Regions from separate parts of the Mus musculus genome. Here regions 1, 2, 3 and 5 are each linked to region 4. The links are chromatin contacts, called in public HiCAR-type, HiChIP or PLAC-seq and promoter capture Hi-C maps. All regions are on one chromosome and are shown on one strand. Each heading gives the region's core, a stretch centred on a gene start, on an enhancer-like site or on the middle of the called end of the contact. The rest is flanking DNA. Distances are from core to core; before and after follow the strand shown. Region 1 holds the start of Tnrc18 (trinucleotide repeat containing 18). Region 2 holds the start of Radil (Ras association and DIL domains). Region 3 holds the start of Papolb (poly (A) polymerase beta (testis specific)). Region 4 holds the start of Chst12 (carbohydrate sulfotransferase 12). Region 5 holds the start of Fscn1 (fascin actin-bundling protein 1).

Region 1 (4,761 bases), core at 1,776-4,275, 2.3 Mb after region 4:
CCATACGGGAGCGGCTGTCTGTCTCCTGGGGTGTGGAGCTGACACGCTGTTTTCGCGCCTACAGGTTTTTATTTATTTATTTTTATTTTATTTTTGCAAACTCCTCTTCCTCAAGAGCCCTCGGACTGGGATCCCCCAGAGTGGTTGTGACTGCAGACACTTGAGCCTCAGGAGGACTGAGACTATCTGGTACACTAGGGACAGGTCTGTCTTCCTGGAGACCGACCTCTGCGCTAGCAGCTGAGCGAGCCTCCTGCACACCCTGGTGAAACCGGACAGAGACGCCCAGCTCCAGCCGCCTAGGTTTGACCTGGGCTCCCGCCCTAATATCCCCATCAAAGCTGGAGGGTGGGTGCTAGCACAGTGCGCAACACTTACCCGGGTGCGGGTGAAGGTTGAGACCGGCCATGTATTTCCCGGGCGGCGGGGGACCTGGCAAGCCCGAGGAGGGCAAGCGTCCGGCGGTGGCCGCGCCCACGCGGTGGCTGTCCATGGCCAAGCCGGACAGCAGCGGCGGCGGGGGGCCGTGGACGGACCGCTGGGGCCCGAAATCTCGGCCATCCATCCTCCGCGGGAGTGCCGCGATCAGCCTCCCCACCCGGCCCGCCGGCCTGCTTCAGTGGGACTTAAAAGTTCGGCCTCGATGTAGTCCTAGTGTCCTCGGGTGGCGGGCGCTCCGCGGCGTGCATGGCGGCGGCCAGCGGGGCTTGCGCTCAACCACGGGCCCGCGGCCCGGGGCGCATGAACCGCCCGCGGTGAGTCCCCTCCGGGCGGCTGAGCGGAGATGAGGAAGGAGGCGTACACGGTATCTTTGGTGAGGGAAGACCGCGGAAGACACAGAAGAGGGAAGGGGGAAAAGGGGAGGGGAAAGAGAAAAAAAAGAAAACAAGTTTCAGAAAGTCGCCTCGCCCTTCAGGGTAGGAGAGTAGCGAACCGAGCTGGTGGCCAGAAATAAAATCGGGAGTAGCCGCCCCCTCTCCTCGAAATGCGAAAACCTAGGGTCCTTCCTCCAGCAGTTCAGGGTTCCCAGGGACGTGGCTCAGGGAAGCGGCCCGGCTCGCTGTGTCCCAGCCCCGTCTCTTGCCTACGAAGTTCTCCCTAACTGGGGAAGGCCACTCAACAGACCGCGCCCGTTCAGCTAAATCCAAACCCGTAGTTTATTTTTCAGGCGTCACAAGCTCTGGAGGTTTAAAACTTCGAATGCTTTTGAGTTGGTTGAAATGTGTCCATAACGCCATACCAACTATCTGATTCGCAAAGTTTAATGTTTAACCTTTTTAGGGCCCTCGTCTCCCTTTTTTTTTTCTCCTTGTGAGCCGCGAATAATAATAATAATAATAAAAGGGGTGTTCGGTTTAGGGGCTTTTTGTTGTTGTTTACCAAGGTCAGATACGAAACGGGTTTATTTTTAAAGGAAGATCACCGCCCCCCTCCTGCTGCCCCCGTTGGGCCATTGGGAGTCGCAGAATCCGAGTCCCCGAGACGTGGCATTCTCGCCCGTGAACTGGAAAAAGACTCCTTCAAAACAAGATTTGGTTTCATTTTCCAACGCCCGGGCCTGGGAATACCGATGCCCGGAGAACGTGGCTTGGTGTGGAGGATTTGGGGATCATCAGAGAAGAAAGAAGGGGTCTCCAAAGATCTCAATTCTACCCTAGCTTTGTGACCCACACACCCCCAAAATAACCTACAAAGGAAAAAAAATAACTTAACAGCGCGGGCCAGCGGAGGGGCGCCTCCCCAGCATCGGGTAAACCCTCCTGTAAGTCCTATTTAAGCTGTTTGTTTAAAAGATCTGTCGCTTTCCTGTTCCCGAGGGGGTAGGGAGGTCTCAGAGAGCCCACCCTTCCCTCCCTGACTACCAGCCCCAGGCTACTCTAGACCCCCTGGTTCCGGGAGAACCGGGGCGCTCTAGCAGACGGAGACTAAGCCACAGCTCCCGGGTGACCAGCCGCCCTACGCCCAGACCCAAAAGTCCTCTTCCCCCAACTTTGCTAAGGACGCCTATTTTAACGTGGCTTTGGTTACAACACCCCCTCTTCCTCTCGCCCGCCCTCGCTCTTTATCAGGCTCTGGTTACCAGAATCGCGTTTACTTTTGAAAAAATCTAGGATCGTCACAGCCCGGGATACTTGTCTCAAAGGCGCCAGGAGCTTCCCGCATACACTTAAAGATAATATTCATTAAAGGCAGCGTTTTGAAAAAGGCAGAGCCCAGGCGCCCCACTTTAAGGAAGTCGGGGTGAAGCCCTACGGAGCAGCCTTTGCCATGGTCGAGAAGCTGGCGTGGCTATCTGCGGGGTTCCACTGCGTCCTTCTCTACTTTTCCCCTCTTAAATGCAGCTAAAATGGCTGAATTCCGGCTTTTAATTAAAAACAGCCTATAATCGAAACCGTCTCGGCGTCCCCGGGCTAGCCCGCCGCCTGCCGGGAACCAAGTAGGGAACCGCCGCCCTCGGCGGTGCTGCAGACTGAGAGCTCGGGTGGGAGTCCAAGGCGCAGCGATGCGTCCTCTCCCCCTGATCCCTGCCCTCCGCTTCCCTTCTGGGGACCCCGACTGTTTCGGGGACCTTCTGCTTTGCGGACCCAAGGGGTACGCTGCACAAGTTCGGGGAGCATCGGGGCCCGGAGCGTACCTGGCGCGGCGGGGCTCCGGGCTCCAGGCTCCGACGGCGACTCCGGCAACCGCCGCGGTTCCTGGCGCGGCTAGGCGCCCGTACTGCCCGCCATCCCTCGGCCGCCGCTCCCCTCCGCCACCCGCAGCCGCCTCACACTTTTTGCCCGCCTTTCCTTTTTTTGGTAGAAAACCGCTCCCCGGGCCGGGCGCGCGGCGCGCCAACTCCTCCGCCCTCCCGCGGCCCCGCTCCCGCAGCCCCCGGAAAAGCCAGCTTTCCTCCCGCCGAGCTCCCCGCTTTTTAATAAAATCCAGGTAGCGCCGGTTTAAAGAATCCCAAATCTCCATATACAGCCCGGGATTGGAAAAGGTACATTACACAACCCCCCTTTCAAGTTCCTCTCGCTGGATCTAAAAAAAAAAAAAAAAAAAAAAAAGCGAAGGGGGGGCTTAAGGGGGACGGGGGAGGGGAGCCTCGCAGGCGAAGAAACACGCATTGTTCCCGGGTGCCCGCCCCCCCCTTCGGGCCAGCCCCCGGCCGCAGCGCATTGGTCCCGCTCGCCGCCCATCACGCGCATGTAAACACCTTGGCCCTCAGCCATTCCTATAAAACCAATTACGGACCTCGGGGCTCCAGCAGTTTCCAGGCTCCCCACGGCGGGGCTGAATGATCAAAACTGGTGGTGAGAATTTTTCCGAGCCGTTTCTAGGCAGCCCTCCCCCACACCAGCTCCAGCAGACCCCCCCCTTCTTTCTCCTTCTCCCTCCCCCCACATCCCAGCCCCTCCTCCTGCGTCTGGGCTGAGTGATCAAAATAGAGGAAGATGGTTGTCGCCGCAATCCCGGGCATTGCAAGGCCTCCTGTCAGCTTCCTTCTTCGGGAGGAGGTGACAAGCTAGCCGGGAAGAGCCGGGAACCGGCGAGCTGCTCATTGCGCCCGCGCCCGGCGCTCCCTCTCTAGGGTGCCACTCCAAAGAGCGAGGTTCAGACGAAAAATAACAAGGCCTGCTTCTCTCTCGCTTGCTCGCTCACTCTCGCCTTTTAAAATAAAGCAGCGATTCATTCCCTTTCCCCCTAGCAGTCGCGGTCGGGTGGGGTGGGCAGGCAGGCGACAAGGCCTTTTTTTTTTCCTTTTGCCCCTGCCTGCGGGTCCCCTCCCTGAAACGCGGTGTCAGAAGGCTTTACTGATTAATATTTTGGACAGGCCGCGGCGGTCGGCAGCGGTGAGTTGCATCTTATAAAAGGTTCCTATAGAAACCCGGGCTGTGGGGCTCTGCGGCCGAGTGCGCACCGCGCGCCCCTCCCCAAAGCCCCTTTTGGCGTGGGCGCCCCTCCTTCCCCCTTTCCCCGCCAAGAAAAACCAGAGCAGAAAAAAGGATTAGATCGGCGGAACGCGAGCTGAATCCCTCTCGGTTCTGACATTTCAGCCCTATTAGCATTTCTCCACGGGGCCTTCTGAAACCTATTAAGGTGTAATATTAAAAACCTCTTGGCTGGGGGCCTCTCTCGCCTTCCATCCGCCGCGCCCCCTCCAGGGAGGGCGAGACCGGGAAAGGGAAAAAAAAAAATCTGTTGAGCTCAGAGGAAGCAAGCCAAGCCCAAAAGTGCTTGGCTGGCCACGGCGGCCAGAGGGGGAGGGGAGCACTAATCCCCCAGACTTTGTACTTTTATTTTGCTCTTTCAGCAAAAAAAAAAAAAAAAAAAAAAAAAAAACTTTCGAAGTTAAGTGGCAGGGAGCCGCCGACGGCAGTCTACCTGACTGGGGACCCAGGGAGTGTGATCCTTGCCGAAGGGACCCGTTCTAAAGGGTGGGGAGATCCCCTGCACCCTCTCGGAGCCCGAGCCCAGCTAGGCATTACCTACCCTGGAAAGGAAGCTTGGAAAGACAGAGAGCCTTGCAGATCCTACCTCGAGAGCAACTATAGGGTTTTAATTAAAACAAAAGAAGCCCGCTCTTTCGCCCTGCTCTGCGGACTCAGCGTTTTCCTGCTGCTGCTATTTTTTTTTTAAGAAAATCCATTTTTAAGGCAATTTTTGAGAGTTTTTTTTTAATGAGCTAGTTAGTGCTCATCCGTTCTATTTTTCTTTCCTCCACTTTTAGAAGGAAAAAAAAAGAGGGAAGATTCGAGAGAGAGCTGGGGGTGTCTA
Region 2 (4,788 bases), core at 612-3,111, 2.0 Mb after region 4:
ACTACTAGGCCCCCTCCTAGGGTCTTGGGGTCACGGGGTGCAAACTGGAGCCTCAGAAGTGGCCCCTCCCTCCTGTCCGGAGGGACTCTAAGACAGAGCTGGGAAAAGTGTGAAGAGCAGGAGATGACAGAACCTGGGTGGGTGTGACTCACTCCTCACCAGCGTCTCTCCTCAAGGGCCCCGAGTCCCAGTGAATGCCGAGCTTTCGCTTCTTGGTTTTTCAGAAAGTTTGGGTTTTTTTTTTATGCCCATCCTCCCCACGGCCACTAAAGAGTGGGCCCTGAGGTGGCCCTGAGTGGCTTGTAGACCTCTTTCCTTCCTAATCACAGAATCAAGAGTGGAGCCTGTTTGTCCACACAGGACAAAAATGTTTCTCAAAAGGCCACTTGGAATTCAGGGAAAGTCCTACAGAGGCGAGTACGCCCTGGGTAACCAGATCTGTTTTTCTGGAAGTATGACCTGTCTTTTCCTTTTTCTGCCTCATTCTCGCCTCTGACACACAAACATTTGAGGACAGCTCAGGTCCCAGAGAGTCAAGAGTACACGCAGGGCTCTCGCCGTGGCTGCCTCAGAAATTGTCTCTTTTCTTGTTCTCCGATTCTGCTTTTTTAAAAAAGAAAAAAAGAAAGGAAGAAAAGAGAAAAAAGAAAGAAAAGGAAAAAAAGTAAGGTTAAGTCACAGAGACCAGGCAGGCAGTGAGGTCAACGACGGCTGACATGGGTGGAGGGACGTCTCTGTTCCAACAGGACAATGTGGAACACATTATCATTCCAACAGAAGAAAAACTGAGCAGTCAACTTTGCAGACGGCGCATTAGCCTCCTCCCCTCATCCACAAATCCTATCTTTATGGCTCCAGCTGGAGGGCGGCTTTAAAGGCAAGCATAATTCAATCAGGTTTCATTTGGGCCGCTAGTCACTTAGCAAAAAGGGACTGACTTCTCCCAGCAGGATTAAAGAGAAGCTCCTCTCTGGAATGCACAAGAGGTGGCCCGCAGCACCGAGAGACACCAGTAATCAAATTCTTTTTGGTAATTCAGATTAACCAAACACTCGACAGGCGACAGAGGCTGGGCCGGGCAGGTCTGCAGCCTGTCAGGCCCCCATCCCAGGGCTCCCCAGGGACAGAAGCCAGATCCCTTTGAGGGCCTCGGAGCTCCAGCTCAGCATCTGTCTCAGGCGCGGCACTTGTCGGGGGACTGGCTGGAAATGATACAGAAATAGCTGGAGAAACAATGCCTCTCGCGGGCACACCGATGGGGAGGAGACGCGATGCGGGACGGGTGTAGGCGGGGGTGTCACCACCATCCTGGTGGGCGAGTGCGGGACTCCCGCCTTGAGCTCTTTCGGGTTGTTCCAGGTTAGATTGCACCTCCAAAGCACTACCAGGTAAACTGAGGCCTGGAAAGGTCCCTTGGCCACGAGTGACGGAACCCGGATTGCCCCTGGAAGTCCACGGGGCCACGCAACCCGCGCCCACCCGGCCTTCAGGTGCAGCTCCCCCGGGCCGCTCCAGGCCCCGTGCGCTCGCCGGTTTCCATGGCAACCGAGCAAGCCTGCCTCCATCGCGCCCGGACTCGCCGTGGGGACCGTGACCAGCGCGGCCCCGCCCCAGCGCGTGCCCCGCCACCCGTGTCTCAGCCCGCGGTCTCCGCACCCTCCGCGGGTCCCCGCAGTGGCCCAGCCGCACCTCCTGGGCCATCCTCGGCCTCTGCTGACCTTCCTTCTCGCGCCCCGCACTCACCTCAGCGCAGCCTGTCAGCTGCGTCCCCCGCGCGCGGCTCCCACGCCCGCCGTTAGCCGAGCTGGCGCCCGGCTCGAAGCGCCTCCTGCCGGCCGCGCAACGGACAGGGCGAGGCCTCCGAAGGGGCGGGGCCTCTGGGGGCGGAGCCTCTAAGGGCGGGGAGTCGGGCGAGACGAACAGAAACTTGACACCTCAGCGCCCAATGGGCAGAGACGGAGCCTCGAGTGGGCGGGGTCACATGTATTAGGGCGGGCCTGGCCGACCGAGAAAGATAGGCTGTGCGCTAGCGCCCCCTTCTGGTCCCCAACGGTAAGAACGATTCTCTAAGAGGTGTGGCCTTTGAGTGGGCGTGGCCTCGGCAAGGGGGCGGGGCTAGTTTCCCAAAGTCGAGTCGTGGTATCTCAAGGGGCGGGGCTGCAGGAAAGAAGGGCGTGGCCTGTTCTTGGGCCCCCCTGCTTTGGGGTTGTGTACTCTATGATCAAGTAGGTGGTGTTTGGCCTCCACCCCAGTTAGTGGACGAAGGTGGAGGGGTGGACAAAGATGGACAGGTACATAACTGAATATGCATGAAACTGACCAGGGACAGGAAGGCCAGACTTTTATTTTATTGAATATATTTTTATTTATTCATTGACAATTGCATACGTGTATATAGTGTGTGTTGTCAGCATTTAACCCCAGTTCTTTAATTTTAATGTATCCTTCGTAGAATTTTATTTTACATTTTAGATAGGGTCTCATAGATGCCAGATTGGCCTCAAACTCCATGTGACCAAGGCTGGCCTTGCACTCCTGATGCTATTACCTCCATTGTCCTTGTGTTGGAATTACAAGCTTGCACTACCATGCCTAGTTAATGTAGTTCTGGGGATCGAACCAAGGGCCTCATGTATGCAATACAAATGCTCTACCAACTGAATCACTTCAACCCTAAGCAGCCAGAATTTTAAAAACACAAGTCAAATTATGGCAGACTAACTTTAAACCATGCAAAATGGGACCAAATCAGCTCTAGGTCCTTGACCCAAATAATGTATTTTGCTTTGACTTCTCTCTGGTATGTTCAGTGATCTCAAACTGCACACCCTAACCCGAGAAGTATATCTTTTTGTGGGCAGTTTGTCAAGAACTATACTGTAGAGAAGTAGTTCTCAACTTTCCTTAATGTTGCAACCCTTTAATACAGTTCCTCACTGGGTGGTTTGAATAGATATGGCCCCATACACTTCTGTGTTTGAATGCTTGGCCCATAGAGAGTGCCACTATTAGGAGGTGTGGTCTTGTTGGAGGAAGTGTGTCACTGTGGGGGTGGACTTTGAGGTCTCCTATGCCCAAGCTACACCTAGTATGACATATGGTCAGCCTCCTGCTGCCTGCGGATCGAGATGCAGAACTCTCAGTTCCTCTTCCAGCACTATGCCTGCCTGGATGCTGCCATGCTTCCCACCATGATGATAATGAACTGAACCTCTGAAACTGTAAGCAGGCCCAGATAAATGTTTCTTTTACTTTGGTCATAGCATCTCTTCACAGCAATGAACCCCTAACTAAAACACTCATGTTGTGGTAACCCCCAACCATAGAATTATTTCACTGCTACTTTATAATTTTGCTACTGTTATGAATTGGGATGTAAATATCTGGTATGCAGGATACCTGATATGCAATCCCAAAAGGGGTTGTGGCCCATAGGTCGAGAACCGCTGCTGTAAAGTAATGGCCCCATGTTTGAGACCAGGGGAAGGGGACAGACATTTACAGAGCACCTCTTCTGTCAGGTCCTATGCTTGGGGGCTTTACCCAGCCCAGCTCGGATACACACACTAACTCTTAAAAGGTTCCCACTATTCAACTTCTTCCTGAGGATGTAGTGTCTCTCAGAAGTCCATTGACTGAAGGTCAATTAAGACTTGGCTTGTCTATATGATGAACTAGTACCCTCCCCATAGACCTTTAAAAAAAAGATTTATTTATTATTATGCATAAGTACACTGTAGTTGACTTTAGACTCACCAGAAGATGGCGTCAGATCTCATTAGGGGTGGTTGTGAGCCACCATGTGGTTGCTGGGATTTGAACTTGGGACCTTCAGAAGAGCAGTCAGTGCTCTTACCTGCTGAACCACCTCACTGGCCCCCCATAGACCCTTACAGGGCACCCTTATAGGGCACCACCCCATTCACACCAGCCTCCTCATGCACCTCAGCCTGGGAGGCTGTAACCAAACAATATACTAGAATACTTCCATACAATTTCCTACAAACAATAACAAACCTGAAGAGGCAGTTATCAGAGCTAGGAAGAGAGGCTGGGTTCAGGCTTGGATATTCCTTCTGCCACATCCCAGACCATGACCCAAGTCCCACCTCCAAACTTCCCACCCCTGTCTCTGCAGAGAACCCCAAACTGCAGCTTGGGAACCAGGTTGGACAGTTTTTGTAAATAAAGTTTTATTGGGACACAGCTACAATTGTTTGCTTACATACAGCATGGGAGCCAGATTGGACTACTTTTTGTAAAGTTTTACTGGGACACAGCTAAGATTGTTTATTTACGTACTAAATGACTGATGATCTGTGGCCTGTAGTGGATTGAATGTGAAACATCCACCCTGGGCTTACGTTTCAAAGGTGTGGCCAGCATTTGGCAGTGTTATTTCGGAAGGCTGTAAAGACATTATAGAGTGAGCCCAGCCAGAAGGAGCAGGTCGCGGGGACAGGCTTTTGAGGGATTGTCATCCTTGAAGACTTTCTGTCTGCTGCTTTCTTTCTGTTACCTCATGAGGGTTTGCTCGAAAATGCAATGCTCTGCCTGTGACCAAGGACTGATATCTCTGAAATCATAAGCCAAGAAAGTATTCCTCTTTTCAGTTGTTTCTGTCCAGCAATGTAAAAGTGATGAAGACAGTTGCAAACGACTAAAAATTACCTCCTTAAAGGCCCCACCTCCAATAACATTCCGGGGTACTGGGACTTCAGCATCTGAATTTTAGGGGAGCACATGGCTCATCCCAGTAAACCAGCTTTCTTTTCTTTTTCTTTCTTC
Region 3 (4,986 bases), core at 2,330-4,829, 2.0 Mb after region 4:
GACATCCTTTGGCCTTTATAGTTACTACATCCGGGGACTCTGCTCCTTTATTGAGAAACAGCTCTAATTTATAGTATCCCTGAGACTTGGTAAAAGAGTAGAAAGCTGACTAGATGTCAAGAGCTTTGTGGAAATTATTTTTTTGTATGACTGTACACATATAATCTGATCAATTTTGGTACTACATTAAAATAAAACATGGCTTAAACTTCTTAAGAGTAAAAAATGCCTTTTTGCCTACATATTTAAACTTGGAAACTAGTTTTCTTCCAAAGCAGATACTCTGTGATCTAGAAAATCTCACATCCATGGAGATCAAGAACAGAACACTGACCCAAGTTTTCCTGAGATATTTTAACCATGAAGTCAGAATTTGATGTTTTGTGTCATGTGGCCAAAAATCTTTTGTATTTGCATTACAATTTAGATATTAATATTCTGGACTTTTAAGAAGCAGCATGCATGCTTGCATGCTTAATGCAAAGAGGATGAAGTTTTTGTTTGAGGACAAATGATTAAGAAAAAAGGAATGTGGAACTGAGAAAATACCTAGCTGATTATACATTCTTCCAAACAATTCTACAGATAAAACCCATATACCATTTCTTGATCTTCTCCCACAGAAACCAAATACTTAGTAACTATGGTTTTGATGTCAAATGAATGCCCTCGAAGATTACATTCCATCTTAGAGGGTGTAGACGCCTCCTGGGAACTGAGATACATATTTCATACTTTCTCAAGTATATTACTACAAAAATAGCATGCGACTTTAAGATTAGTAAAGAAACCTTTTCGGGGAGGAAAAAAAGGTGAAAATTCACCAAAGTGGAAAGTCAAAAATTAGTTCTAGTTCCTAATGGAAAAATTTTAAATCCCATAAAGTACTATAATAAGGGTTCTGATAGTTTGTATTGCAAATTTCCCAACAATGGATCAAACATAAATCCAATTCTAATGTCAGTCAAGGACAGAAATGAATACAGCTAGAGGGGATTTTCCTCTTTTCTAATCAGAGCTCTCTGAAATAATGTAACTACTATCAACATGCTAATGGTCTGAGGCATGAGTAACAGTACTGGTTTTGAATGCTAATCTGGACTTCAAGATTAGGCCAGCAAAAAAAGTTACTAATGGAGTATGAATCTATTTTGAGTCAAATCTAGCCTGGTTCCCTCATTTTCCTTTAACATCCGAAAGCGACAAGTTCAATTTGCAAGAATTTGTGTAAGGGCCTTTGAGATAGTTTCTATCCATTCAATCTGTTTTATTGAACTCTCAATAAAAGGAATAGGATCTCTAGGAAAAACAGGGATACCGGGCTTATCTGTTCCCAGGTGTTTCCTGAGAGGCCAACAGAGAAGCTGCTGTCTGAGTGGTGTCTAAGCGGGACTCATCTATCTGGTTCTTCCCTTCTGTTGGGTTTCTTGTTTCTTTCTTCTTATCAGCTGAGACTGTCTTCTAGACTCCTAGTATAGGATTGGGTATGTTCGTTGCTGTATTTCCTGAAGGTCTAGATGGATGGTTTACCAGATGTGTCGAAGAAACCACTCTGGTCATTGTAGGCTTAGGTGGTGGTGAAATGGTAGGTTGTGAGGGAATCTGAGGGATGCTTTCACTCAGTGCAATTCCTGAGCTTTCTATGGGATTCACATGCTGCAAGGAAACATCAGGAAACTGTATGTTGGTCACAGATGCTGCCATAACAGCCAGAGCAGGACTGTTTCTGCCCTGAGGGTTTCCAGTCAGTGGACCTGTCTTCATAGTGCCAGTAGGTGAAGGAGCAGTCATGCTGTTTTCACTGTCTATAGACAAGAGAAGGCTGCTGTCAGTCACAGCTGTCAGCCTTACACTTTCTGTTAAATGGGTTTCCTTTTTCTGAAGAACATGATTTGGAAGTAGCTGATGAAGTTCCTTCCTTCTTAGATGCATTGCAGCAATCTTCATATCCATCTCAAACATCTTACTATTTATTGCTTGTCTGTACACTGTATCTGTGAAAGACTGAATATCATAGGTGAGATCAATACTGAGAATTTCAGAGTTTTCTGGCTTCTTCAACACTAACCCGATCACCCACATAGTACGAAATTCTTCCTTGTCAGCAGTTTCTTTTGGTGCTGGAAACGACTGAGGATTCACATGAGCCAGAGTAATGAACTCATTCTTTTCCAGGCTCCCAACCAGGATTCGGATCTTTGATTCCACCAAGCCCACCCACTCTAAATGTTGTTTCTCTGTTGGCGCACTTGCCAGAAGTACAATATAATGCTTGTATTTTTGAAAAAAGCTTGGAGCTTCAAAAAGTTTGGACCATTCTGCCTTATTCAGCAGAATTTCATGTGTGATAGCAAGTCCTTGTTTAAACTCCTCAATCATGACCATCCTGGTCGAAACAGACACATTGTACGTGGAGTTCTGCTGTGGGTATGCTGGTGTAATTATAGGCATAAGATGGTACCTGTCACTAGGATTCACTCTTGGGTCCCATACAGGCAAGTTAAGATTTCGTTCTTCTGGTTCTTTTAACAACACTGGATTTGGCCATTCCCACTCAGAAAACACCAAGAAAAATTTTCGCACAAGAGTGGATGCTATTGCATTTGGGTAAAGCTGGCAAGTTCTTGCTACTAGCATAGCCCAGGAAACACCTCCAAGGAAACCCAATATATTGGAATAGATGTTGTGGCATTTGGCCCATAATTTGATGGCTCTCAGTGTTAACCTGAAGCTGTCAATGTTTGGTACTAGATGTAAAATCTCATCAGTTACCCGGCAACCGTTAAGGCTTCTTATGCACCTAATATCTAAATTTTTAAGCAGACTATCATCTCGTAGGTCCAAATCTTCTGGAATAGTCTGCAATGCTAATCTTGCAAACAAAATATCAATCTCTATTCCATCAAAACACAGTTTGATAACCGGCACAAAGGCCTCCTCAACAGCTCTTAAATCTTTTACTTCCTCTTGTAGTTTCAATTTGTCATAGAAGGAGGTGAAAAAGTCATTTCGATCCACGTGTCTTGGTGCAACGCACAAAGCATCGATATCTGCACCTTTCGTGTGTACTCCTAATCGGTAAGAGCCGAACGTAAAAATTTTCCCCCCAACATTCTCAATTACAGCTTGTGGAAGATTCCTGCTTTCACTGATTTCTCGGATCCATTCCTTCACCAGATTATTTAATTTCTGCAAAATTAAAATCCTGCGCTGCAGTTCCTCTTCCTCTTCAAACACCCCGAAGGGCTGGAGGGTCTCGATCAGCTTCTGGGTGAGTTCGCGGTCTGTGTCCTTGGGGGCGGCCAGGCTGATGGGGGACGATATGCCGAACTGCTTCGGGGCGGGAGCCGGTTGTTGTGCTCCTTGGGTGGTCACCGCAAATGGCATCATCTCTAGCTCCCGCGCCGCCAGGGCACCTGCCCCGCCACCGCGACCTCGACGGCCTCTGCTCGGCTCATGATCCGAAGGCGCGAGGGGCGGGCTCCTGCCGGCCGGCCCTGTCGGCCCCCGCTCCGCTCCGAGCCCGCCGCCTCAAGCGCTTCCCCTGGTATCCCTCCGGGCCAACATGGCGCCGGGCTCCTCAGCGGTCGCGTTCCAGAACCGACGGCACACGCACGCACCGGCCGATGCCGCTGCCGCTCTCACGAGATTGGAGGAAATTCTCGCGCTAGAAGGCTTCCGGAAGAGCTCCATCCCGGCCCGGCCTGCCCGGTTCTGAGAAGTCTCTCTTGAGGGACAATGCACTGTCCTCTATCCCCAAGCAGGTTCCAGAGGATGCTCCAGCTAGGCCCAGGGCGACAGTGGTGCTCTCATCAGGCCTGGTGTCACTTCTTGGGGTGGCTTCTACTTTCCCTGGCTCCTGCTGAGAAGTTACCATCAAGCCAAAACTATGGCCCTTTCGTCGTCTTCTGCCAGCCCATACTCAGATTTCTGTTCTCAGTATCCCACAGTTCCACTGCTGTGTGCGTGCGTGCAAGGTGAATATACTCAATTTACAAGGGCGCGCTGGATTTCCTGCATCAGAGCAAGAAGTCCTTTTTATTTTGTGGCCTCTAGAAGATTCCCACGCCTATGCTTGGAATATGCTCTTCCCGACATTCTCTTTGTTCTCTTCGTTTGGATACAGGATAAACCTTCCCATTCTTCCCGTGCTCCAGATCTGTGCTTGTTCCTGGGTGACGCCAGATCTCCCACTTCTCCATTCTCACTTAAGTTATATATAGTGTGCAGTTGAAGCACCACTGAAGTGCACTCTTTGCTTTTGTGGTATTGGGATCCAAGCGCCTCACACACTACCACTGAGAGAACCAACTTACATATTCTTTTAAATACTTACCTTTGTGTTACTGGTAGCATAATTGTTCCAGTTTCACTCCTGTTGCTGACAAAAAAAAAAACAAACGAAAACACAACTTAGGGGTAAAGGGTTTATTTGGCTTACAATTCCAGGTTACCGTCAGTTACAGGGAAGGTGAGAAGAACTTAAGATATCTAGCCACATCACACTCAGTCAAGAGCAGTGAGAACAAATGTACCCATGCCTGCTTCCTGTCATCCATCTATCTATTTCTCCTGTTTATACAGTCCAGGGTCCCTTGCCTAAGGACGGGAATGCCCACAATGGGCTGGATCTCCTGTGTAAATGAACACTCAGGACAGTCCCCTACAGACACACCCACAAGTCTACTGGATCTAGGTAATTCCTCATTAAGAATCTCTTCCCAGGGCTGGAAAGGTGGCTCAGAAGAAGGATGGGAGGAGGAGAAGGCACCACTGTTGCTTTTCCAGGATAGGAGATTGGTTCCCTATGATACCTCTGGCCTCTGATGGCACATGCTTACACATAATTAAAACTTGGAAACTTGGAAAACCTTTTTTTTTCAAGACAGGGTTTCTCTGTATAGCCCTGGCTGTCCTGGAACTCACTTTGTAGACCAGGCTGGGCTCGAACTCAGAAATCCACCTGCCTCTGCCTCCCGAGTGCTG
Region 4 (4,697 bases), core at 1,591-4,090:
CACTCTGTCTAAGTCCTTTGAGAAAGGGCTCTCCATCTGAAGCTGGAATCCGGCTGATGGCCAGCGAGCTGCATCAGGCCTCCCCTGTCTGCCTCTTCCCGATCTGTTGCGGCCGGCCAGCAGCTCGCAACGTGAACGGTTCGACTGAGATGGCCACTCGAGCTAAGTGAGGAACTAGATGGGGAGAAAGAAGAAACGGAGCCAAGACAAGTTCATCCTGTTCAAAGCTCAATTTTACTAGTTCTGACATTCAGTTATAAAGGAAGAGGGAGGGAACCCGATTCCCGCCAACTGGTCTCGGGGTCCAGTAGCAGGGTGAACACGTGTGTGGCTCCAAGCAGCAAAGCGGCACGGTCCAGCAGTGGGCGTGGCAGAAGGAATGAGCAGGAAACTCCACCCCTGAGCCAGCAGGTTCCAGGCTGGGGGTGGGGAGGCTACACCGATCCTCAGCAGTGATGACATAGGCATGCACGGGGCTGGACCCAGCCTTTTACATGGTCGCTGAGGGTAGGGAGGGTTCAGTCTCAGGTCCTGATGCTTTCTCAGCAAGCATTCTTCCCCACTGGGCCATCTGCCCAGCCCAGGAAAGGGCATGTTTTATATGGCATGTCAGGTGGCTTCTTAAGGAGGCAGCACGACACTGCTGCAGTTCCACCTGCAATGGAGACCACCCGGTTGCTCGGAAGCTTCAGTCGACTTTGGTGTTGTCAGTGATTACATAGGCCTGAGCCATCCCAGCAGGTATGTAACAGAGAATAACATCTAGCTAGCCCAGGATGCCCTCAGACTTGCAATCCTGCCTCCCCTGCCCAAGTTACCAGTGAGCACCACACCTGCCTAAACAAAATGCAATAGGGTTTACTGGCCAGGCATAGTGGTGCATGCCTTTAACCCCAACACTTGGGAGGCAGAGGCAGGCAGAGGCCATGGTGGAGGCAGAGGCAGGTGGATCTCCGTAAATTCTAGGACAGCCCCAGCTATATAGAGAGACCTTGTCTAAAAAAATGTAGTATATAACATTTATGCTTTGTTTGTTCATTTGTTTTGTTGGAGACATTGTCTCATGTAGCCCAGGCTATCTTCAAGCTCACTGTACATCCACAGATGATTTTGTTTTTTGTTTTTTGTTTTTTCGAGACAGGGTTTCTCTGTATAGCCCTTGCTGTCCTGGAGCTCACTTTGTAGACCAGGCTGGCCTCGAACTCAGAAATCCGCCTGCCTCTGCCTCCCGAGTGCTGGGATTAAAGGTGTGCACCGCCACGCCTGGCTCACAGATGATTTTGAACTTCTGATCCTACTGCCTACAATTCCTGAATGCTGGGGTTGCAGATGTGTGGCATCATGCCTTGTTTATACATTGATAGAGATGGAGCCCAGGGCAGAGCAAGCATTCTACCCCCCCTGAACCACACCTGAGCCCTCGAACTTACAGTTATAGATTGAATTGTGTTCTATCTTCCAGCCCCAAAAGGAAAGAGATGTTGGTGCTCTAGCTCCTAGTGCCTTAGAGATGACCTTATTTGGAGACTGAGCCAGGAGAATGGTAATGAAATGAGGTCATGGGATAGTCCTGATCTTGTCTGGCTGTGCCCTTATGAAAATGGAAATCTGGGCTGAAGTACGCAAAAGGGAGGTAAAGAGAAGGGCTGGAAGATGCTCCTGCAGGGCTCTCTGCAAGAACCAGCCTGCTTGCTACCTCAACTCCTGGCATCTGGCCTGCAGAACCCTAGGAAAAGAGCTGTCCATAGTTGAGGCTGGGTCTGTGTTACAGTTAGAGCAGCCTGAGCAGGTCACACGCACACATGGCAACCCAGGGGACTCAGCTGTAGGTTTTGAATCCTAGTTAGTAAGATGGGATCATCTGCCACCAGAATATAATAAATCTTCCTAGGTTCTGTCCTCTGCCATTCTGTGTCATACTGCTACAGAAAGAGGCTTCTAACCCTAGGCACTGGGAGAGCCCGTTGGCTCGGAACCAGTCCCCTGCTTTGGGAAGGCAGCTCAGTGCTGGGATGTTAAGTGTGCGTCACCACGCTAGCTTTCTTTTGCAGGTGCATGTGTGCACCTCATGTGTGATATGTGGGACTCAGAGGACAACCTCAGGCACCTTCCAACTTCTGTTTGAGACAGAGCTTCTCTTTTGTCTGAAACTTCACCATATAGAGAGGGCTAGGGAGCCAGCAAGCTCCAGACTCTCTCTCTGCCTCCCGGTCTTGCCATACAGGCAAGCACCACGGAGCCTGGCTCACGAGCATGGGCTGTTCACAGGTTCTGTGGATCTGACCACAGTTTCTCACCTTTGTGAGGCGAGCACCTCATTTACCCACTGAATCCTCTCCCCATACCTTGTTTGTTTGTTTGTTTGTTTGTTTTTGAGACAGGCTCTCATTAAGTACGGCTAACCTGGAACTTCCTATCCTACTGCCTCAGCCCCTCCCGTTCCTCCCTCCCCCCTGCCAAGTAGCTGCGGTGACAGCTTGCACCATGCCTGGCTCTCACTAAGAGCTTTACCTGCATGGTCTCTCTTAAGCCCCATAAACTCTGACAGGATTGTCAGCTTGCACAGCCCACGTTGCAAGTTCAAACTGCGAGACAGGCAACGCCCCTTGAGATCAGCCACGCCCCCACTCCGGATTGGTTGCTGCAAAAGGGGCGGGACGCTCAGGGATGGTGGGTGGGACCAATCTCTGGCCGTAAATAAGGTGCCACATGGCACTGGCTGGCGAGGGCAGGAACGGGGAGAAGTGCGCAAGCGCATCCAGAACGGGCGTAGTCCCGCTCGTTAGCTCTCGCGAGAGGATGGAGGGAGGTCTGCCTGGGGGCGGAGCCGCGCCTCGGGCGGGGCTGCTAGCGGGAGGAGGCGATTTCGGCTGCAGAATCAGCATCACCAGCAACAGCAGCAGCGGCGGTGACTGTGGCGGGCGCTAGGTGAGGAGCGCAGGCTCGAGCAGAGCGAGGGGTGCGTAGGAGTCCCGAGTCCTAGGGTGGGGCGATGGTCCATGGTTTGGCGATGCAGATTGGTACCTCCTTCTGCCTGGCTTAGGCAGCTCCCACGTGGTCCCGGGTTCGAATCCCAGTTCTGTCCAGCTGGCTGTGTAACCTTAGCCAAGCGTGCACCTTCTCTGAGCCATCTTCTTGTGCAGCCCTGCAGAATGCGTGGAGGAAGGTGTGGCCACTTGGCCGACCTCCTTTGCAGTAGTAGCGGCTGGCTCGGAGGTTGGGAAAACACCTTCCCAGTTTTGCCTCTGGCTGTTTGGGTGTCCAGGCGAGAAAGCAATTGTTCAGAGACTGTTGTGCTGCAGTGTCCCGGCCAGACCTTGCAGGAGGCTGTCTCCGAAGCCAGGTTTTGTACCGAGCAAGCACTGGCCCCACATCTCACCCCAGTCTACTGAGCATCCTCCTGCCCTGTGCATTGCTGCGGGTGCCCCCAGCAGCAGCCTCATGCCTGGTGGGCCACAGGAAGCCGCGCATTAGTGGCTAACAGTAGGACCTATCTTCTCTTTGGGCTTCTGGCCACGAAGACATCGCTGGCAGACCTTGGGTTCCTTCCGCACATCCGCCTAGCTGTCGCACAGAGAGCTGTAATGTTTGCACCCTTCTTAAATTATTTATTTTATAATCCCACGCTGCGCTGGGAGCCCCGGAATTGAGTGGGAATGTCACCCTCGGGGGAGAACGGGGCTGTGAGCCTTCCATTGCTGGGACAGCACCGTGTGGCTCCAGCCTAGGTAACATGAGTTAGGGCCCTGTTTCCGGGTGTGAAGGAGAGAAAAAAGATTGTTGGGAAACTGCTATGTGCTGGGTATGATACTGCAACTTCGCGAGTTGCCTAAGGTGGAGCGAGTTGCCTAAGGTGGAGCGTGGTGCCAGTTCTTGTGAGCTTAGGCAAGAAGATTGCTGTGAGTTTGAGGGCAGCCTGGGCCGCATAGTGAGGTTCAGGCCAGCCTGGGCTACAGGGTAAGACTCAGACTTAAAACAAAACAACACAAAAATTACAAAAGGGCCTGCCTGTACCTTCATGTTTAATTTCCTTGCTAGGATCTGGGGCTGAGCTTGCTTGTACCCGTATTGTCATGTCGCTTTCGTGGGTCTGCATCTTCAGTTTCCTGCTGTAAGGGCAAACCACCATATTGGGTGGAATGCTGGGAACCATGGGCCCTGGGTAGCTCAGGTCGTCCTGGTTCAGGGCCACTTGAGTGCCAAGTGTATGAAAGACGTTTGCGGTATGCAAAGAGAATGCCAGGAAAGGTGGCACGTACCTGTAATCCCCAAGAGGTGAAGGCAGGAGGGTCTACAGTTGAAGTCTAGCCTGGGCTACATAAAACCCTGTCTCAAAGAAACCAAACAAAAGAAACCCTTAGCATTGAAGACTGGAAGCAGCTAATTCAGGAGACGTTGAGTTGCTGTGCTCATGAGGGGTGGGGCCTGTGGGGGAAAGACTAGTTTCTGGAGGGGCGGGCAAGGAGTTGTGTGCATGTCCATGTGTGTATGCAGGTGCATTGGAGGTCAGAGAATAACGTTGGGTGTCGTCCTCAGGAATGCCATGTCCTTGCTCTTAAACAGACTGGCCTAGAGCTCACCAATTGGCAAGGCTGGCTGGCCTAGGGTTTCAGGCACACAGCACTTAATTGGTTCTGGGGATCTGGACTGAGGTCCGTGTGCTTGCGTGGCAAGCACTGTACCGACTCGGCCATTCT
Region 5 (4,350 bases), core at 1,773-4,272, 2.5 Mb after region 4:
TGTATTATCTGTTCCCAAGGACTGCACATGAAATGAGAACAATGAAGGCTTCGGTTCTGCTGAGATGAACCTCAATTCTCCACAGATGATCTCACCCAGAGCCAGATGGAAGTCCCCCAACATTTAAGCCTCTGTTCTGAGTGCTGGACCCAAACTCATCTTAAGGGAAAACCCAAAGAGCCTTTCTGTGGTTTCCTTCCACAACTGTCTTTCAATGTGTGTATGTGTGCACGTGTGTTTGCTTGTGTGTGTGTGTGTGTACTATGTGCATGTGTGTGAGCATGTGTGTATATGTATGTGCATGAGTGTGTGTGTGTGTGTGTATACATGTGAGCATGTATGTATAGGCCAGAGGTTAGTGATGGGTAACTTTCTCCAGAGCTCTCCACCTTAGTTTTATTGTCTGTGTGTGAGCGGCTGTGGGCACTGTACACCACAGCACATGTGTGGAGGTCAGAGAACAACTTGTGGCTGTCACTTCTCTCCCTCTGTGTGGGTCTAAGACCTGGATCCAGCGCTTTCGCTTGCTTGAGACATCTCGTTGACTAGCTCCTCCGTTGTTAACACAGGGTCTCACTATGTAGGTCCAGTTATCTTGGAATTTGCTCTGTAGACCAGGCCGGCATCAAACTCAGAGATAGACCTGCCTTTGCCTTCAGAGTACTGGGATTAAAGGTGTGCACCACTACCACCCAGTTTAAAATTCTAAAAAGATTTGTGGGTGCAGGGATTTGAGGAGGCCAGGAGAGACTGTTGGATCTCTGGGAACTGGAGTTAGAGGTGGTTGTGAGCCCCCACGGGTGCTGAGAACTGAACTAGGGTGCTTGAGAGGAGCTCGCTCACTGCTGAGCCCCACCTTAGATTTGAGTCCCTCGTACTGAAGCTGAGTTCAGTGATTTGACTGAGCCGACCGCTCAGGGTGGGCTTTTCGATGTGCACCACAGGCCTGGCTTTATAGGTGAGGTCATGCTTGCACAACTGGCCTTTCTTTTGCATTTACGTGTGTGTGTGTGTGTGTGTGTACATGAAGTGAGAGGGGGCAGTATGGGAAGGGTCAGTGGACAACTTAAGGGAGTTGGTTTTGCCTTCCATCATGATGGTCTAGAGACTAAATTCAGCCCCTCAGCCCGGGAGCGTGCCTTTACCCTCCGAGCTCCCAGCTTTGGGTTTTTGAGGCAAGGTTTCATATAGCTTAGGCTGGCCTGGCATTCAAGGTCATCTCAGAGGCCTAGGATGACCTTGTGTTGTCGGTTCTCCGGCCTTTACCTCTGGTGTGCTGGCGTTTGCCTTACCACACCCAGGCATCCCCCATAGCTTAAGCCTAAAGCTCTCGGATGGCCAGCACGCCCATGCCCTGACGTGAAGTTCAGTGACTAATCAATACAGAGCGTTCACGGAGCCCTGACACATAGCAGCATTGACTTAACCTTAACAGCCTGGTGTGTAATGAGGCCAACTTGTCCGATTCTGCCCACGATGCGATGCTCTGGGTTAAACAGGTTTGAACAGAGTACCGGATGGCAGAGAGGGCACCCTCAGTATCGGGTTTTGGCTGTTACTGCTTCCAGTCTTCTGACCTGCTCCCTCAAGGCTGGTCTTAAACTCAAAGCAATCCTCCTGTCCCTGCTTCTCAAGTTCTGGAATTACAAGTGTGACTCACTGTACCCAGGAATATGTGTCTTTATTACAGAGGAAGGAGAGCTCAGAGAGTGAGAGTAACCTGTGCAAAGTCCCACAGCAGGAGAGGATGGCTGGCTATCGGCCGCGAACTTGGTGACCTTTCCTGTGACCTCTAAGGGAGGAACTAGATGTCCCAGCAAGGATTCTAGGGACTTGTCAGGACTGACCTTTGATGATGGGAAAGCCATGCCATCTCCCCTTCCCCTTTGATGGTCGCTGGAGGGGTTTGCCTGGGACAGAGATGCGTTTGGACACAGATCACCGTGAAGACTGGTCAGTTTCAGTACCCTGCCCAGCCTGTGGCTGGGAAGGGCCAGGGGCCCAGATCTTGTGGGCAGCCTGGGGTAGGGCCAGCATTCCAGGGGCCTGCCTGGCATGTGGGGAATGTCCCAGGAGAAGTCTCAGTCCTCCAGAAACTCAAAGGGAAGTGTTCTTACGTGGGGTGGTGTGTGGTGGGAGGTGGGAGGTGGTGTTTGTGGGAATGTCCCTCTGGTCTGGAACCCTGAGGGGCTGCAGTTAGGAGGTACATTGGGGCTGTGCCATTCTAGGGAGCTGACCTGCTTTTCTGATGTCTTCATAAACAGAGACCACTATTCCTGCCTTACCTACCCTGCTTCCTGGTAGACCAGCACCCCGGGGCTTGAGCATCACCACAGTAGGGACTTTTGTGGGCCACTGACTTGGGCCACAGTTACCACAATTTATTTAGAGTCAGCAAGGTGGCTGTACTCTATGCTGACCCGGGAATAGAAATCTCGGTTTCTGCTCAGGAGGCCCAGGCTACAAGGCCTTGAAAAACCCTGAGGCGGGCGGGGCAGGTAGGGCTCTGCATGCGCCTCTCTAGAAATTAACCTCCTTTCTACCCCAGACCCTTCTGGCGTCTCTGGCTTCTTCAAGGACCGGCTCTAAGGCTACTTCCTGGTACACCCTGGACCCTCCCTCCATCCTGAAGGGATCATTATCTTAAACCTGGTCCTTCCCATCGACTGGGTTTGGGGGTAGGGGTGTTTCAGGATGGCCTCAGAGAGCAGGAGAAAGTTGGAGATCAGCCAACTACTGCAGAGCACGACTGTGGAGGAACAGTTAAATGGACTAGCAAACACGAACGGGCCAGAGGCAGAAGGACTGCTATGAGTTCGAGTCCAGCCTGAGCCACACAGATACTTCAAGCCTAGTCTGAGTTACAGAGTGAAACCCGGTCTTAAACCCCAGAAAAACACTCCGGGGAAGCGCAGGGGACCGGGCGCGCGCTGCAGAGCCCCCTCCCCGGCAGGCCCGGGTAGGGGCGTGGCCACGGTGACGTCATCCTCCTATAAAACCCTGGGCGCCGCCGGGCTGGCTTTGTGGAGAACTGCAGCGGGCTAAGCCGTGTTGAACAAAGGAGGTCGGGCACAGCTATCCAAGCTCCCGGGGCCACCGGGCCGCCCTCCGCCACCATGACCGCCAACGGCACGGCAGAGGCTGTGCAGATTCAGTTCGGGCTCATCAGCTGCGGCAACAAGTACCTGACAGCCGAGGCGTTCGGGTTCAAGGTGAACGCATCCGCTAGTAGCTTGAAAAAGAAGCAGATCTGGACGCTGGAGCAACCTCCCGATGAGGCGGGCAGCGCGGCCGTGTGTCTGCGCAGCCACCTGGGTCGCTACCTGGCCGCCGACAAGGACGGCAACGTGACCTGCGAGCGCGAGGTGCCCGACGGCGACTGCCGCTTTCTCGTCGTGGCGCACGACGACGGCCGCTGGTCGCTGCAGTCCGAGGCTCACCGGCGCTACTTTGGCGGCACCGAGGACCGCCTGTCCTGCTTCGCGCAGAGCGTGTCGCCGGCCGAGAAGTGGAGCGTGCACATCGCCATGCACCCGCAGGTTAACATCTACAGCGTTACCCGCAAGCGCTACGCGCATCTGAGCGCGCGGCCGGCCGACGAGATCGCGGTAGACCGCGACGTGCCTTGGGGCGTCGACTCGCTCATCACCTTGGCCTTCCAGGACCAACGCTACAGTGTGCAGACGTCCGACCACCGCTTCCTGCGCCACGACGGGCGCCTTGTGGCACGGCCGGAGCCCGCCACGGGCTTCACGCTGGAGTTCCGCTCCGGCAAGGTGGCCTTTCGCGACTGCGAAGGTCGCTACCTGGCTCCGTCCGGGCCCAGCGGCACCCTCAAGGCTGGCAAGGCCACCAAGGTGGGCAAAGATGAGCTCTTCGCCCTGGAACAGAGCTGCGCTCAGGTGGTGCTGCAGGCGGCCAACGAGAGGAACGTGTCCACGCGCCAGGGTGAGTTGGGGACATGTCCCCTCCCTTGGGTCCTGACCCAGTGCACAAAAGCATCTCTGCACTCCTTCTATTTCCCTATTTCCTCCTGGGCTCCCTTTAGGCTCACAGGCCTCTGGGCTCCGCCATGAGGAGGTGGGCTTCTATTTTGAAAGATCTGATCTCACCAGATAGCCTTGGCTATCCTGGAACTCGCTATGTAGACTGGGCTGGCCCCGAACTCGCAGAAATCTTCCTTCCTGTCTCTTGTGCTGGGAATAAAGGCATGTACCACCCCTCTGTTCAGGACGTAGGCTTCTTCTGCTGGGAGAAGGTGACGTGGGGAAGTGGGTAAGGCCTAACACATTCTAAAGCAATACTGTCCACCACCACCCCCCCCCCCCCCGGCTGGGGGCGTGGGACTCC

Evidence for each region. Promoter capture Hi-C pulls out the DNA fragments that hold promoters and counts their contacts. HiCAR-type assays count read pairs that join an accessible place to other places. HiChIP or PLAC-seq counts read pairs in DNA pulled down with a chosen protein or histone mark.
Region 1: a contact with region 4 is called in an H3K4me3 HiChIP or PLAC-seq map of pro-B cells, with 4 times the contacts expected there. The contact joins the promoter of Tnrc18 here to the promoter of Chst12 in region 4. A contact is called at or near these places in 3 of 39 promoter capture datasets (the SN4741 cell line, cranial neural crest and pre-B cells), 1 of 484 Hi-C or Micro-C datasets (uterus) and 6 of 115 datasets of contacts at active chromatin or transcription factors (the 230-238 cell line, acute myeloid leukemia, astrocytes and 3 more).
Region 2: a contact with region 4 is called in a promoter capture Hi-C map of liver, with 6 times the contacts expected there. The contact joins the promoter of Radil here to the promoter of Chst12 in region 4. A contact is called at or near these places in 4 of 39 promoter capture datasets (the 3T3-L1 cell line, embryonic stem cells, hippocampal neurons and 1 more) and 1 of 115 datasets of contacts at active chromatin or transcription factors (astrocytes).
Region 3: a contact with region 4 is called in an H3K27ac HiChIP or PLAC-seq map of embryonic stem cells, with 4 times the contacts expected there. The contact joins the promoter of Papolb here to the promoter of Chst12 in region 4. A contact is called at or near these places in 1 of 39 promoter capture datasets (liver) and 2 of 115 datasets of contacts at active chromatin or transcription factors (astrocytes and embryonic stem cells).
Region 5: a contact with region 4 is called in a HiCAR-type map of astrocytes, with 3 times the contacts expected there. The contact joins the promoter of Fscn1 here to the promoter of Chst12 in region 4. A contact is called at or near these places in 2 of 115 datasets of contacts at active chromatin or transcription factors (astrocytes and embryonic forebrain).

What each region holds. Positions count from the first base shown.
Region 1 is chr5:142,814,637-142,819,397 of GRCm38.p6, forward strand. It overlaps Tnrc18 (trinucleotide repeat containing 18), which reads right to left and starts at 3,026. Exons shown (of 28, transcript NM_001122730.3): 1 at 2,636-3,026; 2 at 379-809. The coding sequence starts at 565. Gm31365 (a long non-coding RNA gene) reads left to right here. Exons shown (of 3, transcript XR_377182.4): 3 at 116-1,356.
Region 2 is chr5:142,549,237-142,554,024 of GRCm38.p6, forward strand. It overlaps Radil (Ras association and DIL domains), which reads right to left and starts at 1,862. Exons shown (of 15, transcript NM_178702.4): 1 at 1,744-1,862.
Region 3 is chr5:142,526,497-142,531,482 of GRCm38.p6, forward strand. It overlaps Papolb (poly (A) polymerase beta (testis specific)), which reads right to left and starts at 3,580. Exons shown (of 1, transcript NM_019943.2): 1 at 1,244-3,580. The coding sequence starts at 3,390. The coding sequence ends at 1,462. The region is part of intron 2 of Radil (Ras association and DIL domains); the gene reads right to left.
Region 4 is chr5:140,502,769-140,507,465 of GRCm38.p6, forward strand. Chst12 (carbohydrate sulfotransferase 12) reads left to right here and starts at 2,841. Exons shown (of 2, transcript NM_021528.3): 1 at 2,841-2,928. Gm38728 (a long non-coding RNA gene) reads right to left here. Exons shown (of 5, transcript XR_001785006.2): 5 at 319-655.
Region 5 is chr5:142,957,333-142,961,682 of GRCm38.p6, forward strand. It overlaps Fscn1 (fascin actin-bundling protein 1), which reads left to right and starts at 3,023. Exons shown (of 5, transcript NM_007984.2): 1 at 3,023-3,948. The coding sequence starts at 3,117.